Linked DNA regions of Lactuca sativa: region 2 is linked to region 1. A link is a contact called in public Hi-C data. All regions are on one chromosome and are shown on one strand. The core of a region is the stretch at or near the end of the contact, and the rest is flanking DNA. Distances in the headings are between cores, read along the strand shown.

Region 1 (5,009 bases), core at 1,826-4,325:
TTGAGGTTCACCGGTGTTGAAAGGTAAACTCCCTGGATTCATTGCTTCTTCTCTATCTTTTTCAGTTTTCACTAACAAAAAATTCTTCAAGTGATAAAATATCAGCGGTTTTAATCTTAAAATCTCTCCTGCAACTCCCGCCCATCCGTCTACCATTATGTAAGTTATGAAGAAGGTCGCCTTCATCGGTATCGATGCCCCGATTGTAGCTGGGATCCTGTAATTTATCATAAATTTCAACAATCAATCAGAATTCAGACAGAAGTTGCAGATTTTTTACTTCGACAAATCTTACGTGTTTGCAGATTGGTGGATGAAGGTGTTTAGCTGTTGAAATGCAGTTCCGGTGATTATGCTTCCAAGGAAGACGTTGATGAATTGAAAAATGTAATATCGAGTTGCGGATCTTCTCTCGAGAGCTGAAATGGATGTGAATCCTTCAAATTTAGACATCATCATGAGGATCGAAGGAAGAACAATGAGGAAGATCTTCAAAGCGATTCCAGGAAGAACACCTTGGATCAAAGACTTGATAAACTCCCTGCACCACGAAAACACAGTAAATAACTTAATGTAATAAGAGCGATATACGAGACAAACTTACAATTCGAGAAGATCATGCAAGAAGGGAGCGGCTTTGACGATTCCATCGATATTAGCTAGCGATTGAACGAATGCAATCGGAATCATGAAGAAGAAAGTAAGGAAGAAAAAGGCGACAGCGATTACAAGCCTTCGAATCGTGAGTGAAACGAATGGAATCGCGAGATTATCCCAATAAACATCGCGAGGTTCAGGCGCCCATTCCGTTAACCAAATCGTCGGATTCCTGGATTGTTCGGTTTGTGCACAAACCGCAGCTCCCCATCGTGTTTTAAACGAGACGAATGCAGCTGCCATAACATGTTTCGAGCTTTGAGTGATTTTTTCCCTCTCTTTGAATATCTGCAAATTAATAAAATCACGAACTAGGGTTTACGGAGGACGATGAAAACGTAGATTAAAAGCTAAAACAACACATTTGATTTTGGAGCTTACCTTTTTCGATAGTTTCTCGACTTCAGATTCGTAAAAGTCGATAGCATCCACTCTCTTTCCCCACAAACCAAGATAACCAGTCTGTTAATAAACAAAAGAAAACAAATTCATAAGAAAATCCCATTTAGAAAAGAAAACAAATTCATAAAGGGTAAAATGGTCATTTATGGTGATAATACCTTTACTGATGGTCTTTTTGACTGGTTATTTCTATTATATTTAAGTTGATAGTAATCAAGCCAATTTTGCTTTGTTTTCTTCTCGTTTACCAAATCAGAGAGCAAGTTTGCATCATAAACAACCTGAAATGACAATCTGCTTATAAGAAACCTGAATAAATTTATAAAACATATATTTTTTTATAAGAATTTAAAAAAAAAAAAAAAAAAAAACCTGATGAGATAGATAGTGATCAGGATGGTTGACTAGAAAAAAGTGTTCCACGAGTTCGTTGACCGATTCATCAGGGTCAGGAGGGACATTTCTAACTAGCACCTACAAAATTAAAATGTTAAATAATCTTGATTTATTAAAATACAAATTCAATAAATAAAATATATATATATATATATATATATATATATATATATATATATATATATATATATATATATATATATATATATATATATATATATATATATATGATTTTATAATAATCTTACTGTAAATTGATCGGGTCTTCGGTTTTCTGATGCGATAAAATGCAACCTCATTGATGCAACTATCTCATATTCTCTTTTTAAAATATAACATGTCCAAAAGGTAAAGGCATATGCCATGACTATATGTGTAAAGAATCTGCAACACATATTGTAAAATTATATTGGGATTCAATCTTTTTAAAATATATAATAAGTTGTCATTATTACCTGTTTGATCCAGTGGGAATGTTGGATATTGAAAGCTTGTCTATGTCACTATATGTTAATTTAGATTCCTCCAAAGTTCGATTGGTGAAATTGACTGGAACCATAACTGAGAAAGCAAGGCATGCTATTGGAACAAAGATCTTCAATCTGATATCAATTATGAACAACAAATCAAGAACACTAATCAGTATTCTTAATTGCATCTGGTAAAAGTTATAAACAAAGTAAGGTGAAGTGGAAGAATACCCTGTCAAGTAAATTCTCAAGTAAAGAACAGAGTCTAATCCGGCATGATCGATAAGCTCAGGCTCAGGCATACGTAATGCAGCAGGCATCCAATTGAGGAACTTCAAGTATGATCTGAAGTCTAAGTTTACAAACTTCTGCACAAATGCACCTGATTGAAGTGGATTGCTCCTTAATCCCCTTAGATACCATTTTGGAAAATACACTCTATCGTTTATAGGTTGAATCCGAAGTATGGCAAATGCTACCAAAAATGCAAATGCAGTGAGGATGTTTATGGTAGCTGCAAGCCCTATTTCAGAACTTGAAGCCATAATGTTACTTCACAAAATTGTGTATTCACCTGAAGAAGATTGATTAAAAAAAAACTGTCAGAATCCTATTTAACACCTAATTCCAAGTTACAACCACTACAATTTTCAAATTCAGTGAGAAATCACAATTGTATTGATCTTCGACGATATTTTATCGTGTTTCGTTCTTCAAGTCGATAATAATTTGTTATAATTGTAGAAATATGATGAGAAGAGCTTCCTGTTTAACCAGTGAAATAAGTAAATTCTACGCAGCATCAACTGGGGGTTTCAAACGAATTCATATCGATGAATAATCACAATCGAACACAAAATATACGGAAAAATCGTAGATACGTACTGATTGTGTTCGGGTATCTTCAAAACTTGTGCTCCAATTAGTACCCGATATACTTGTAAAAATCCTTCAGATGCCGAACAAAACTCGACGCTTTTAGTCGATTTGAAGCCTGTGAAAGATGCTGATGAAGACGATACACAGAGTGTAGGAATCCGTCTGGAAGAAATTGATTATAGCGGTGTTGGACTTGTGTGTGTGTGTGTGTGTGTGTGAAAGAGAGAGAGAGTGAGTGATTTGGTAAACGTTCGTTGAAGGTGAAGGGGAAGGCGGTGGGCTTTTTGGGTTTGAAAGTTGTAGAGACGTGGCATCGGATCGTAGTAACGGCTATATTCTATATGGACTCCGTTGGACTTTCTTACTTTCATACTAAGATATCTTTTACTAACGACAATTGTAATTGTATTATTGTATTGCATAAGGATGAATCAAAATTGTTAAGTGGAAAAGCTTTTATTTATAGAGTAAATTACTCTTGTGGTTTATACCAATTTAAAGTTTAAGTCTAAATTTTTAAAATTTATTATAGTTGATCGGTTGTGATATCTTTTACAATTGGTCCCTTAGTTATTTATGAAAATTTCTATCTTTCCATTTTCTTGTTATATTTATTTTAATTGTTTAATAAAAAAGCCTTATCTACCCCCATTATATTCATAGACCTTAACCTAAACCAAATTTAAATGCCTAATCTAAAATCAAAACTTAATTGAATCCTAAAGAAAAATTTATATCTATAAGTGAAAGATAAAACAAAAACAATATTCGACTACAAAGCTAACTATAACCCTAACCCTAAATCAGAATGGAAAGGAAAGAAGAAGGGTAGGCATGACGAGGCCATAGGTGGTTAGAGAAAGCAAAATGATGTTAATTGGGACACCGACGATCGGTGTTGAAGCCTAATCATCATTATCACCAATCACCACCACCATCATTGGTCGGTCTTAAGGCCACATGAGATAAAGATACAACCGGAGGAGATGAGGTGGTAAAGAGAGCACATAGGTGTTGATTGGGACATCGACGAAGATGAAGAAGACGGTTGATACTGGATATGGAGATTGGAGGAGATAGTTATGGAAGATAGAAGGGTGGTAGTAATAGTCGATTGTTGAAATCCTTTGGGTGTTGTTTTATTATTTTATAAAAACGATTCCTAAAGTTATTAATAATGTGAATATAAAATATAACATAAAAAGGGATATAATGACCATTATACATGCATCTAATGGTTGAAAATTAATGGAGTTAGTCTTAGAGACCACACATGTAACTTTTGGAAGCCATGGAAGGAGCCACAATAATTTTTATAAACTTTGACTCAACTTGCCGATAGTTAAATTGTTAAAATTGTGATCCTCTTCGTAAGGTTATACGATCCTATGATGTCATTTAGGTAAATCAATCTCGATCTTACTTTGAATGTGTTTATGTAGGATCATAATAGGATTGTATGATGGGATCGTAATATTGTTACCATTTTCTTTAGTTTTTAATAGTTTGTCTTGTATCGACTAAGTGATCCGAATATGAACTTTAGAAAAACTCATTTGAATTTTTTATTCAGTTACGTATATTGATGTATTTTCAATTTTTAAACTATTTATTGTTAGTAGAATGGTTAATTGATGGATGAGCATGTATTTTTTAAGTTTTAAAATGATTTTGGTAGGATCTTACAATCCCAAAACGAAAAACAATCATATGATCTCGATGTTGATAACCTTAACAGATATGTATATGTGCAGACACAAAGACCAAAACTGTGATTTAATATTATTTATATAGAAATGTTTGGAAATATGTAATTATAAAATTTTGAAGGTACATGATGACATAAAATATAAAAACTAAAAGTTCTTAAAATTATTAAAAGTTAGTTGAAATAGCTTTCTAAATTATAAATTTTTGTTTAAAATAAAAGTTTTAAGCATGTATTTTTAAACAAACTCATTCTTGTAATTCGAGTAAAAATACCAAAACTTGAAATCTTTTAAAATACTAGCGGTATCTTGTGTTTTCTTCCCTTCTTGAGGTAAAAGTTCAACTCTCGTCGTGGACATAGGTGAATTTAAGGTGTAGTTTAGGAGCATGTTAGATTTGTCGTTTAAAAAAAATAATAAAAAAAAACTTGATTTAAGAATACAAGTAAATTTAATGCCTACCAATCATATATCAACTGAATGTTTCATAAAACGT
Region 2 (5,009 bases), core at 1,413-3,912, 630 kb after region 1:
ACTTTATTACTACTAATTACTAAAACTCTAATAAACAAGTCATAAAGAATATTACTTTAATACTAAAACTCTAATTAGCTTATTAAGATCCTAATGTATCAATTCTATACAAATTAAACAAGAAAAAGAGAAAAAAAAAAAAGGACGGGGAATTCTAGTTAGTCTTATCCAACTATTAAATTTTATGTTTAAAGTTAAATGTCATAAAGGCTTTGTGATACTTGCTAATGTTTTTATGTGATATATATTATTAGTTTATTGTATTGAATGGTCATTTGCATTGGAATTATCTAAGACACTTTGTTCCAATGTAGGATTCATTTTGGAACAAAGGGTTGCGACTTGTGATCAAGCTTCCGACAATGTAGTAAACATTGGAAGCGAAGTACCATATATTCTACCTTGAGGTACATTATAATCTTTCGAGTGGCTCATAAAAAAATCGATGTTGACTGGTTTTCTTGCTTTTAAGATAATTGCAAGTTTGACTTTCAATTTTTGTATGTTATGCCATTGATATTACATGTATAGTTGTTGAAAAATGTTTTTCATAAACATGTTGCCCTTATTGTGTCATAAAAGAGGATGCACATCTTTTTATTAGCTTTAGCAAAAATTATATTTTAAAACATTTGAAATGCAATTAGCGGATATCCAACATGTATTAGTTTCAAAATATACACGACTTCCTTATTTTCAATAAAACGTATTTTTGTATATTTTTATTCCTACAAACACAAACCCAATATAATCAATCATGTAACAATCCAATATCAAGAGCCAAAATAACCCAATTGTTTCACTTCATGTATTATATGAAAAACAAACAAAGAACAAATCTAAAGTAGTAAGTAATTCAGCAAACAACTTGTTACCTCACACACTAGAGTTTCTGTATCACAACCGAATTCGCTAACCCAGCTCCTTCAATCGTCTGATTCAAATCATTAAGCTGCTTTGGCGGGAACCCCATTGTCAAAAGCTGATAAACCCTAGATCCTCCAGGCCTTGATGCATCAATGAAAGATCGGATATCACCAATCGTGTGGTGGAAATTGAATCTAGAAACCATACGGGTCCCATCGCCCAATCTCAGTTGAATTGAGGTTGAAGGTAGTGCGTCATCCACCACTAGCCCCGCCAGTGGGGTTGGTGCAGCGGTGGCAGGCGGCGGTGTAATGGTGGCGTCTTCTGATGAAGTGGTGGTGGTGGTGCCTAGGGTTCTACCCACACCCACAAACGCAGTGTGGCGTTGTTTCTGAACCTGTGTATGAACATGAACATGAACATACATGTATGTGAGAATGTATTCAAGAAGAGAGTTTTGTAGAAGAAATGAAGAATTAGGAAAGATTACTAACAGGGAAGTCTTCAAGCTTCCTCACAAGACTGACATGAACAGGAGCTCTTCCTTTTGCAGGCCTAAGCTCTTCTGGACATTCAGACTTCCTTATGCTCTGTTAAAGAACATTAGAGAACACATCATGTAAGGGTAAAATGGGAATTGGGAAAAAGGAAGAGAAGTTATTAACTTAATATGGTACCTCCAAGAAAGATGCATTTTGGGGATCATCGAGTCTTCTCAAAGGGCCATCGTTAACAGTGAAACCATTGGTCCAGAAAGTGATGGTGTGAGTATGAACATCAGGTTCAGAGACTTGAGGAGTGGCTGATGTTGTCTCTCCAGATAGTAATCTTCCTCTTCCTGCAAAGCTTCTGGAGCTTGAAGATGGTTGGAGTTGTTCGAGTGTTCCTTCTTCTGCTCCTGCTTGTCGAGCTTGATTGAACAATGATTCCACATCATTTACCCTTGATGGATCTTGAACAAGCATTCCACTGCAATCATTAATAAATGTCAGATTATCGGATTTGGTTGTGTTTCGATGAAGCACTTGAAACATTATTGAAGTAGAGCACAATCAAGATACTAATTGATATGAATCATCGTGAAAGAACCAATGTCAAGAAACTGATCACTCATCATGTGTTAATCTGCATGATACATCATCGTTAATATGAATCAAATGTAGATTATGATATGAAACTCCAATTGAATGTATAAAGATAAGATTAGCAAAGAGATCTTGTTCTGTTTGCACTAATTTCCTTGTCAATCAACTCATGGACGGAAACCTAATAAACGGATGAACCCTACATTATTTACCTCTTTTCACCACCGGTATAATACTCCTGGGGCTCATCGGAGTCACTTCCGGAGTCATCGCCCTGTCGATTCAGATCTGAGAAAGTCCGTATGCGTCCAGTAGACCGACTACCTGATGGTTTCTTATCCGTAGCGGTGTTCCTAGATCGTAGATTGTAAGGATTTTGTAAACCAATAGCAGGAGGTGGGGAGGCTGATCGGGAGCGAGACGGAGAAGACGACGGAGAGAATGAAGGGGAATGTGTATCAGAAGGCCGGTTAGGGTTTCGGCCAGGTAAGGCAGACACAGGAGCCTCTTCTACGGCGGCAGCGGTTTCGAAGAAGGTGGAGACGGCGGAATCGAGATCGAAGTTGTGCGATTCGAGGAAGAAGGAGGCTTCTTCTTTGGTAGCAGAAGTAATCTCTGAGAATGCTGCGATCATTTCCTGGTGAGCGTCTCCGCCGATGTTGGTTGCCGGTGTGTCTTCCATTCTTGGTTTTCTTGCGTGAGAGTTCACGTATCAGTCTCGCCGGGTATATATGATAGATCCCATTGACCCGCTCCATCACACATGGGCCGGGTATTGGATTTGAGATTCAACTTTTCCGATACAATTTTGGTTATTTGTAAGTGATTATTTGTAAGTGAGACGATCATGTTACATCATGGACTAACCTCAAATCAACATATAAGAAGAATCCAAAGATGTTCAAGGTTTGGATCAAGATGAAGTTTCATTGGGTGGGCCGATATGCCAGAATGCCTTATGTCAACATTATTCCAAGATTGTTGAGGTCCAAGAACAAAATTCAAATCATGTTCCATTTTTTGTGTTCTCTTTCTTTTGAGTAATGTTTGTTGTTCATTTTTTGTGTTCTCTTTCTTGTTAGTAATGTTTGTGGTGTTTTCATGTGTTTTGTGATCTAAATTAGAGGTGAGTATTTGGACATATAGACTATATCAGACCGGACTGGAAATTGGACATGGACCGGAACCGAATTTGGACCGATTTATTAGATAGAGCTGGTTCTCAGTTCTTTGTATCATGCAAAAAAATAGCTTCTGTAAAAAATTGGGCCGGTCCAGCCAGGTCCGGGTGCAAAACCGGTTTGGACTGAAAATTTAAATGAAGTATTATTTATTTTAAAGTTATATAAGATTTTTAGTTTTTTGTATTTTGTATTTTGTGAAAAAATTAAAACATGCATTTCATTCATTCAAAGTCGGTTTAGCATGTAATTTTTATTGAGCGTGTAGCTTAGTGTTTGTATATGAGTTAGACTCTACTTTTGTTTTTTTGTTTTTTTTATATTTAATGACTTACAATCCTCAAAGTCAGGTTATCAAAGCTGAAATTTTTCAGTTTTTCAGATATTTTTTTTATATTTTGTATTGTGTGAAAAATTAAAACATGCATATATCATTCGTTTCAGTTTGTTTTGAGATGCGGTTTTATCTATTGTGTAACTTAATGTTTATATATGATTTTAGACTATAATTTTATCGTTTTTAGTTTTATCTTCAATGACTTACAATCCCTTGAAATCGAGATATCAGAAACTGGAATTTTTCAGTTGTTCAACTATTTTTTTGTATTTTGTATTCTATGAAAATTTTAAAATATGTGTATCATTCATTTGAAGACGTTTTTGTGTGTGGTTTTTTCTAACATGTAGTTTAAAGTTTGTACATGATTTTAGACTATAACTTTTTTGTTTTTTGTTTTATATTCAATAACTTATTGTCCCTTGAAGTTGGAATATCAAAGCCGAAATTTTTCAGCTTTTCAACTTTTTTCTGTATTCCTATGAAAATTTTAAAACATGCATACAACATTCGTTTGAAGTCATTTTGGCATGCAGTTTAAGTAATCATAACTTTTTTTTTCTCTAAAACGGACATTCAAACCCAAAAAATGTATTCGTCTTAACTCTTAAGTCTCGTAATAGATAAATTTAACTTTAACATCAAAAACTAACTTTTCATAGGGCTTCAACGACCTGTATCATATGCATTTAAAGTTGTACCAGTCCAACGAGTACAAAAACCGGAAAACCTGGCCCAGACTGGACCCGATAAGCCTCCTGCCTTCATAAGTCTAATCCACGGTCCACTTATTTTTGTTAAACTGGTTTTGGTCCAAATGCTCACCCTTTGAATTGTTCGAGTATAACTTTCGGGTAGTCTAGGTTTTTCAAATAAAAAACATAATCGATAACCGACCTTGCATTGAAATTCAGCTATGCGGGTTTGAGTATATCGGGTACGAATTCGAGTTCAAATATATCGGGTATTACCTGAAAAAACTTGCTATATTTTCATTTAAAAAATACATATGGCATAGTTGATATGTGTAAGCTATATCGGGTATTACCTGAAAAAACTTGCTATATTTGCAAAACTTGAATGTTGTAATGATTTGTATTTTGTTTCTCGATAAATGAAAGCATTTTGGGTACATGAAATGGTATAAATGGTGATATCCATATAATGTGAAGGAAAATTTGCATATATTTTTGTGATGTAAATGAAAGAAATGTACTAAATATGGTTATGTGCATATAATGTGAATGAATCTCATGGAACATGAATACTCAAAGGTTAGGCATAAGAAGCACCGAAAAAAACAAAATATAGCAATTTAATGGCTGTTTAACTTGTACCGGTCAATAATGGTACTATAATACTATTATAGACACCTTTTTCGAGCATAAATGAACGAATTAGGAAAATGAATAGGTAACAATGCTAGACAAACCAAATGATGTTATAAATTTGGTAAAATGGAAAATAGTATATATATATATATATATATATATATATATATATATATATATATATATATATATATATATATATATATAT

Evidence for each region. A called contact is a pair of places that touch in the nucleus more often than the background predicts.
Region 2: a contact with region 1 is called in a Hi-C map of leaf, with 8 times the contacts expected there. The contact joins the promoter of LOC111912029 here to the promoter of LOC111912020 in region 1. A contact is called at or near these places in 3 of 4 Hi-C or Micro-C datasets (leaf and seed).

Annotation. Positions count from the first base shown.
Region 1 is chr7:169,801,164-169,806,172 of Lsat_Salinas_v11, forward strand. LOC111912020 (CSC1-like protein At3g21620) reads right to left here and starts at 3,076. Exons shown (of 10, transcript XM_023907779.3): 1 at 2,811-3,076; 2 at 1,911-2,499; 3 at 1,704-1,839; 4 at 1,432-1,533; 5 at 1,218-1,340; 6 at 1,039-1,119; 7 at 605-945; 8 at 296-541; 9 at 1-217. The coding sequence starts at 2,470.
Region 2 is chr7:170,430,275-170,435,283 of Lsat_Salinas_v11, forward strand. LOC111912029 (plant UBX domain-containing protein 4) reads right to left here and starts at 2,663. Exons shown (of 4, transcript XM_023907786.3): 1 at 2,165-2,663; 2 at 1,545-1,836; 3 at 1,362-1,457; 4 at 749-1,264. The coding sequence starts at 2,634. The coding sequence ends at 884.